Regions from separate parts of the Sus scrofa genome. Here regions 2 and 3 are each linked to region 1. The links are chromatin contacts, called in public promoter capture Hi-C maps. All regions are on one chromosome and are shown on one strand. The core of a region is the stretch at or near the end of the contact, and the rest is flanking DNA. Distances in the headings are between cores, read along the strand shown.

Region 1 (2,731 bases), core at 69-2,568:
GAGGGGTGCAAAGGGCACTGAACTAGGATTTTTTTCTTTCTTTTTAGGGCCGAACTCAGCATATGAAGGTTCCCAGGCTAGAGGTCTAATCGAAGCTACAGCTGCTGGCCTGCACCACAGCCACAGCAACGTGGGATCCGAGCTGTGTCTTCGACCTACACCACAACTTATGGCAACGCTGGATCCTTAACCCACTGAGCGAGGCCGGGGATCGAACCTGCATCTTCATGGATGCTCAATTCGTTTCTGCTGAGCCACAATGGTAACTCCGGAACTAGGATTTTTGATGATGGTCATTGGTTCAGCTGTAACTAACTCATCATAATGACTTTGAGTCATTTCACTCTGGGCTTCGGTTTTTTCACCTTTTAAATTAGGATAAAATGTATGTATTCTTGTGAGGATCAGATTAGATAACACACGTAAGATTGTTCTCAAGCTGTAATGTCACCATCATTGACAGCTGCAGAACTGTCACCCAGCTGAAGCTACTCAAGGCAGAGACGGGCTGAAGAGCCCTGGAAGAAGCCGCAATAGAGTTGCAGAGCTATGGGAAAACTCCTCTGGCTAAGAGAGACCAGCCAATTGTGAATGTCACAATTGAAAGACGTAATCCGGTTCCGGAAGGGCCCCTGGATAACCTGCCAAGACTATGGCTATTACAGACATCATCACTTAAGTACAACCTCAGGTCGTTCCTCCAGGGCAAAATGAGCTAAGAGACCAGGAGCTTTGGACCACCTGGCCAGGGAATCGTTAAACCAGTGACATCATGACTCTTGACTCTACAATTCAGAAATGTCACAAGACAATGACTAATCCCAGCTGTTTTGCTCTTCCTCTTAAAACAAAACAAAACAAAACCCACCTAACTCAAAGACCAAGTTGGAGTACATCTAAGGCTTGTCTCCCACTCCCTTGCTTGGCGCCCTGCAATAAATCCTTACTTTGGAGCGAACTCCCGCTGTCACTTTGGCTTTCTGCGGGCCACGGGTACACAAGCGCTTCGCTGCGTCATAACGGGAAAATAAATCAACCATTAATCCACTAACTCAGAGATAACATTGTCAATATATCAGCTGACATGACATCAATATATACTTTTTTTCCAAGCATGTATTTGTTATGTTTGCCTCCAACAAAACAGGAACCGTAATTTGAAGAGGGAAACGCTGGCGGAATTCAGTATCCCTCCAGGTACCAGCTGAAGCTTTACCGGCCCGGCTGCGACCGGAAGGAAGCTGGCTGTATTCACAGTCCCACCCTCAGAGAGCGTAGGATCACGTCTCTATGGTTGTTCCTGAGCCGGAACACAGGGATACACTCTTTCCTTTTGCGGAACTCTATGGTCAGAGGATGGCTCTGTGACCCCGGAAGCGATCCCGGGAAGCTGGGGCGGCAAGATGGCGGCGCGAACGGCGTTTGGGGCGCTGGCCCGGCGTCTCTGGCAGGTACCGGGCGCGCTGAGGGTATTAGGCGGACTTACGGATACAGTTGCCTCTATGTCTGGCCGTCGCGTGTCGTTCTGCCAATCTGGAGCCCTCCGCGATATTTATTCCTTATCTCAGCCCGTTGTTTGCAGGGAAGGAGCGAGAAAAGGGCTGATGTTTTGTCGAGTTTCTTTTCATAGGATAAAACGTAATGAGTCAGGGCAACAGGAAGAATCAGAGTGTCAAAGCTGTAAAGAATATAGGACAGCGAAAGTTCCAGACCCGGCCTTTCACATTTGCGAAATAAACCGAGGCTCAGAACAGGCAGGAAGTTTCATCTCTCTGAAATGAGGTGGCATGAGACCTTTGACGCTTCCCGCGGAACCAGACTGAGATACCTTGCTGATAGCCGGGTTTCTGAGACTTAGATGAGAGTCGCTGAAGTCAGAGGAGTTGGTTGGATAACCTCTGCTCGGTTCTTTGGAGAAAGAAACAAAACCTTTAGCATCAGTTCTCAAGTTAGCCTTAGCACCCCTTTACACTCTAAAAATGGTTGAGGACTCCAGAGAGCTTTTATTTTTGTGGGTTTTAGCTGTGAATGTTTAGCTTACTGGAAATTACAACCAAGAATCTTTAAAATGCGTTTTCCTTTAAAAATAGCGCTGGGAGTTCCCATTGTGGCGCAGCAGTATGGAACCCTACTAGCATCCATGAGGACGCGGGTTGGATTCCTGGCTTCGCTCAGTGGGTTAAGGATCCAGCGTTACCATGAGCTGCAGTGTAGGTCGCAGACGGGGCTCGGATCCCGCTTTGCTGTGGCTGTGGTGTAGGCCCTCAGCTGCAGCTCCCATTCAATCCCTAGCCTGGGAATTTCCGTATGCTGCACCTGCAGCCCTAAAAAGAAAAGTAAAAAATTAAAATAACACTAATAAACTCATTACATGTTAACGTAATTAATCTTTGTATGGGGTACAACTAGATTTTCCGAAACAAATTTAGTGAGAAGAGATGTTTTTGCACATCTCTGATTTTGGCTTAATAGAAGACAGCTGGGGTTTCACAGCAGCTTCTGCAGTCTGTTGCTATACCACAGTGTCTGGAAAACTTCACTGCACACTGGTGACAGAATGGCAAAGTTGCAAATAACGTCTTACTATTATTATGGAAGTAAGTTTAATCTCTCCAGCCCACAGTGAAAATGTCCTCGGACCAGAATTTAAGAACCAGTGTTTTTAAGAAAAGGCAGGTGGTGTTAGAGATTGAAATTTTGAGCTATTTTTAAGACACAGTTACCAGACTAC
Region 2 (2,731 bases), core at 117-2,616, 350 kb after region 1:
TTTACATCCAGTCTCTCTCCTATTAACCATTAAACTGTTGTGTGAATGGCTGATATAAATTATATCTTCTCCCAGCCTACAGGATGCCTAAAACAAGTGGAACAGTGGTTAGTGCTTACCTTTATGGCTAAACCCCTGGCTGAGGTGCCATCAGGTCAATGTCACTCAAATTCCTGGCCAGCCAAACGCCTGCAGCAAAGAGCCCCAAATTGAGGATCAAGTTCCTGGAAAGAGAATGCATTCCATGGAATTCCCGTCGTAGCTCAGAGGAAACGAATCTGACTCGTAACCGTGAAGACACAGGTTCAATCTCTGGCCTCGCTCAGTGGGTTAAGGATCCGGCTTTGCCGTGAGCTGTAGTGTCGGCGGCAGACGCAGCTCGGATCCTGCACCGCTGTGGCTGTGGTGTAGGCCAGCGGCTACAGCTCCATTTCGACCCCTAGCCTGGAAACCTCCATATGCCGCAGATGCGGCACTTAAAAAAGAAAAAAAAAAAATGCATCCCATTAACCCTGTGGTCCCTGAGTCAAGTGTCTTCGGTTAATGAAAGACACTGAGGGAAAAGGCTTCCCATCATCACCCTAGAAAAACCTCCCCGAGGCAAAAACATTGCTTAAAATCGCAGAAGCGTTGATCATTCCGTAATAGGTTGCCCAAGACCCACGTGGTTATTTAGGGCGCGTTTCCATATCTAATAACAGCAGAGTCAAGTGCAAAGCAGCCTTTCAGGGTCGAAAAGCCTGTTTTACGTGTTGGTGTCTCCTCTCCCTGGGTCCCTGTGGTCAGGGTGAGAGTCTCTAGACAGAGCCCGCGACTGAAAAGAGCGCTCTGGCCGGGCGGAACTCTCCCAGTCAAAGGCCTCGGCAAAGCACACCCAGAGCCACGAAGAGATCAAGATGTTGGCAGTGTAAAAAATCGGGAGGGTCTAGCCTCGGCGAAGAAGGGACCCAGCTCCCGCGCCTCGGTTACCTCCGGAAGTCATTCCTATCGGTAGCAAAGCGGTAGACGCCCCGAAGCCAATCTCCCACGTTGTCTGGAATTTCGGGAGCTTCATTTGACGAGCCCGCAGGGTTCACGCCAACCCCAGTGGAAGTCATGGCAGCACCTCCGAACTCTGCGAGGCCTCTCTCTACCCACCGTGCCGGCGCCGGCGGATCACGCAATTTCCGGTCTTGCACTTCCGCCGGCTACCAGCAGGCAGAGGGCGCCGCTGCTGCAGCTCGACCCGACTCCGGGAGGGAGGGAGAACTCCAAGCTCTGCGGGAAGCGAAGCGCCGCCCAGCTCCAACCTCCCCTGGTCGGGTTCCACCTCCAGCTCCCTCTTGGCTTTCGCCCACCCGTCATCATCACTAGTGGTCTCTTGAGTGATCACTTCATTGGCTCAGGAGGAGGATGAGGGGGATGGGGCTGCCCAGCCTGTTGGGGTCGGATAGGGGCTCTCTTAGAGGGGATGCGTAGCTTTGGGGAATGGGGTTCCACAAGAGTCTCCACGAAAAGTGTGCGGGCTGAAAGGAAGCACTCCGAATTTATCATCTCGCCGCCTCTCCCAGCCACGGCCCTGATAACGTTCAGTCTAGGATTTTTATATTGGGGGGGGGAACCTCGCTCTCTTGCCCTACAGTTCACCCTCCCACCAGCCCCTCATTCTCCGGGTTGCGCTACTAGCAAATGGTGCAATGCTTCCTGGAGGTGTCGCTGTCCCCAGCTTGGAGACTTCTGGGGGTCTCCCAGGGCCGGGGAAGCCGCTGGCCTAAGAAAAATCCTTCGGGTTCCGATTCAGAGGAAGAGGAGCAGGTGGGGCAGGGAGCGTCCTCCTTGGGATCAAGAGGAGTCTCCAGGAGGCTCTGCTCTTGCCCTTTGGGTGCCTCCGCTTTGTTCCCAGCTTGACACTCCTGCTCCGGACTGGATCCAAGCATCTCCGTCTGGGTTTCCACACTAGAGTTGTCGCCAGTGGCGAGAAGGGCTGCCCGGGAGATGGACGCAGACTTCCGCAGGTAGCTGTCGGGGTCTTCACCTCTGCCGAGCTCCGCCTCTCCTGTGCCAGGCCGGGTCAGAAACACCCGCCTCAGAGCCTCTAGTCTTCTCTGCAGGATCCGGGCGGCCAGTCCCCGTCGGGGCCCAGCCTCCCGCCCCGCCCCTGGGCCGTGCGCGCCGCCGCCGCAAGTCCTCTCCCGGCTCCCGCCCCACCCCGCCTCCGCCCACCAGAGGGCAGCCGCGGCCCCAGCTCCGGAGCGAGTCCCGAGCCGCAGCCCCAACCGCGGCGCGGGGAGGGTTCGGGAGGCCCTTGGAGCGCTCCGGCCAGGGAGGCGCGGTGAGAGCTGCGGGCCCCGAGGCTCGGGTCTGGGGTGCGGTGGGGACGACGGGGGCGCTACTGGAGGGACGGGACGGCGTGGGACCGGGGTGAGGGTCCCAGCCCGGGAGAACGCCCCCCCTCAGCCCAGCCCAAGCCGCTGCCCCCTTCCCCTTTGATCTATCTGCTCCTTCTCCTCCCTTACCCAGGGACGCCCTGCCTTCCTGGGTTCCAGCCGGCCTCGAGCCGGCATCTGAATAGCGACTCTCAAAGCAGCTGGGGCAGCAGGGGTCACCCCCCGGCAGGGCATAAAGTCCCCCGCCCAAGGGCCCGGCGCAGTCCTGGCAGCAGAAGTGGTTCTCGTGCCAGCGCCGTCCTTCGGCCTCGGTGCAACGCCGGGAGAAGATCAGCTGGGAGAGGGAGAGGGGAACGGCTCATTCA
Region 3 (2,731 bases), core at 147-2,646, 280 kb after region 1:
AGGGGAGTTCCCGTCGTGGCGCAGTGGTTAACGAATCCGACTAGGAACCATGAGGTTGCGGGTTTGGTCCCTGCCCTTGCTCAGTGGGTTAACGATCCGGCGTTGCCGTGAGCTGTGGTGTAGGTTGCAGACACGGCTCGGATCCAGCGTTGCTGTGGCTCTGGCGTAGGCCAGTGGCTACAGCTCCAATTCGACCCCTAGCCTGGGAACCTCCATATGCCGCGGGAGCGGCCCAAAGAAATAGCAAAAAGACAAAAAAAAAATAATAATAAATAAAATAAAAAAAAAAAATAAAATGTCTAAGTGAATTAGTTTTGGAAATGATTTCACAGGTTTGGCTCCAGGCATTGCAGTTTCATGCTTACACGTGCACCTGCTCTCTCCCCTTTTTTATTTTATTTGTTGTTCTTTGGCTTTTGTTGCTTCTCTATTTCATTTTTACAAGTATGTAGCCTTGACCCGGTGTAGCTGGCAATGCATATATTTCTCTTCCTTGACCTTGTATTTTAATGTATTAGCTGTTCAGCCTTGCTGTTGCGTGATGTAACAGTGTTGGTCTTATTTGTAGGAAATGTCACACACACACACACCCCTACCCCACCCCGCAAGTTAAGTCTGGACAATGCACCCCAGAGGCTGCTCGGGAAGGAAGCCTTTTCTGAGGCAGAGACTTGCAGAAATAGTCACTGTTCTGTTTCCCTGGGGTCTCTATCCCCACGGTCTGCTGAACTTAACTCAGTTTAAAGCGGCAAACCTTTTCCTTGGAGGTATTTCCGTAAAACAGCTGAATCCCCCCCTGGGTCATCAGTGGCGAAAGTCAGACACGTGCTCACCCGCCTGGGAGCCAATAGTAACTTTTACAAACGCTGCCTCAGGAAACCCACAGTTCGGAGGCTGCTTCTTTCGGACATAGTGAAAAATAAAGACTTAACAGAACAAAACAAAAACAGACGGGATAGCGAGGAAATCTTTCCCCCTCGGCAGTGGGCAGAGATGTTAAAGGAGCTCCAAAAGGAGTGCGGGGGAACTATCGTAAAATTCCTTTACGGTTCTGCGGGCAGAAGGGCCGGGGAGAAAGGGGGTGGAGATGGCTCTGGCGAGTCTCTGGCCCTTTAAGGAGGAGGGAATAGCCGTAAGACTCTGTACCTTTAAGAGTCTCTTTGTCTGGAAACCTCCTTATTTACCCTCCTGTGCTTCAACCAAACTTCGACCCGCGATTCACAACGCTTCTCTACGCCGCCGCCCCTTACGCCGGGCTCAAATCGGCGGCGCGTCGGTGGCTAACCCTAAACTCGGCCGCCCCGGCGCGAACCCTCGGAGAGGATGTCTGTGCCGAGTCGGGGCCCAGCGCTGCGCCGTTGGCGCAATGCGGGGCCCGGGGGGCGGGGCTCCAGCGGGCGGGCCAATGGGCGGGCAGGGGGCGGGGCCATGTTCGGTTGTCTCGCGCCCTGGTGACAGCTCGCGCGTGCTGATGATGGCGGTAAATAGAGGGGGGGGTCGGGGGAGGGGGCGGAGGAGGGGGGCGGCTGCGAAGCGGGTAGCTCCAGGGGGTGGGGGGGCCGGGGGCCGGGGAGGACGCGACGGCCGGGGAGCCCATTCTGAGACTCAGAGGCGGGGACAGGAGTCTCCAGCACACGGGCCCTCCCCTTTAAAGAAGCAAAATCCTCACACACCGGGTGAGGGGCGACAAAGGCGGCGCGCGCCTCGCGGGCGGGAGGAGCGGCGGCAGGGGGCGGGACCGCGGCGCCGGCGGGCTGGGGGCGCCCGGGGCGGGGTCCGGCGGGGGGCCAGAGCCGGCAGTCCCGGCGCGCCAGCCCTTTATTTTGGCGGGGTGGGCGACCACTGGGTTTGGGGTAAAAGCCTTGAGGGGAGAAGGGAAGGAAGGTTTGAGGGCGGTTGGGGGGAACGGGTCTGAGCTTGAGATGAGGAGGATTAAGGGGAGAAAAGGTTAGAAGGCAGGGAGAGGAGGAGTGAGAAAAAGCCAGCTAGGGAGGTAGGAAGCAGGCAAAACCCAGGGTGGGTGATAAGGAAGCCGGGCAGGGAATAGGTTAGGAAGACCAGCCTGGGAAGAGGGATCCACGGGTTCGGTGTGAGAGCACGGGTTTGGAGGGGTAAGCTTGGTAGGGGCTCGTAGTGGGGTGAGGGATACTGGGGTAAGAGTTGGAAGTGGAAGGCAAGGAGGGGCAGAGCTGGGGTAGTAGTTGAGAGTAGAGGAGGGAGAGTGATTAAGAGCCAGACGTGACAAGGGTGTGAACTAGTGCAGAGCGAGATGAGCTGAAGGACTGGGACCGGCGGTGGGTGGGAACTGCAAGGTTCTGAGAAAGGTATGGGTTAGTGGGTGGGCGGTGGGTGGAAATTGTTGAAAGTGAGCGAGGGCGAATGAGACACTGGACTAGTACCAGGTGGAGTTAAGAATAAGTGCGGTAGAAGTGGAAGGGTGAAAGGAAATAGAGCTGAGAGATGGGGCGTTCGTAGGACAATTCGGGGACCGGAAAAGCTGAAAGGAGAGAGTGAGGGTGTGAGACGAGATGGCGATCTGGGACAAGGTAACTGGGGAATTGTGTTAATTGACGAGGTTCCGAAAAATCCAAGGTGCAGACAGTGAGGTGTAGAGACGAGGCTAAAAGCAGACGGTGAGGAGATGGAGATGGACCCCAGGATTTAAAGGATGAGATGGGGAGTGAGGGAAGAGGGTTGAGAGAGGCTTGGGGAAGCCGGATGGATGCAGAGC

The links. Promoter capture Hi-C pulls out the DNA fragments that hold promoters and counts their contacts.
Region 2: a contact with region 1 is called in a promoter capture Hi-C map of fetal liver, with 4 times the contacts expected there. The contact joins the promoter of TOMM6 here to the promoter of MRPS10 in region 1. A contact is called at or near these places in 3 of 5 promoter capture datasets (fetal liver, fetal skeletal muscle and liver), 8 of 47 Hi-C or Micro-C datasets (brain, heart right ventricle, liver and 4 more) and 1 of 2 datasets of contacts at active chromatin or transcription factors (alveolar macrophages).
Region 3: a promoter capture Hi-C map of liver shows a contact between it and region 1, with 4 times the contacts expected there. The contact joins the promoter of USP49 here to the promoter of MRPS10 in region 1. A contact is called at or near these places in 1 of 5 promoter capture datasets (liver) and 1 of 47 Hi-C or Micro-C datasets (epiblast stem cells).

The regions. Positions count from the first base shown.
Region 1 is chr7:37,327,833-37,330,563 of Sscrofa11.1, reverse strand. It overlaps MRPS10 (28S ribosomal protein S10, mitochondrial), which reads left to right and starts at 1,318. Exons shown (of 7, transcript XM_005665997.3): 1 at 1,318-1,451. The coding sequence starts at 1,404.
Region 2 is chr7:36,975,113-36,977,843 of Sscrofa11.1, reverse strand. TOMM6 (mitochondrial import receptor subunit TOM6 homolog) reads right to left here and starts at 1,366. Exons shown (of 1, transcript XM_013977927.1): 1 at 966-1,366. The coding sequence starts at 1,097. The coding sequence ends at 966. PRICKLE4 (prickle-like protein 4) reads right to left here. Exons shown (of 8, transcript XM_021098686.1): 5 at 2,496-2,700; 6 at 970-2,035; 7 at 120-224. The coding sequence ends at 1,662.
Region 3 is chr7:37,052,692-37,055,422 of Sscrofa11.1, reverse strand. It overlaps USP49 (ubiquitin carboxyl-terminal hydrolase 49), which reads left to right and starts at 1,396. Exons shown (of 8, transcript XM_021098683.1): 1 at 1,396-1,480.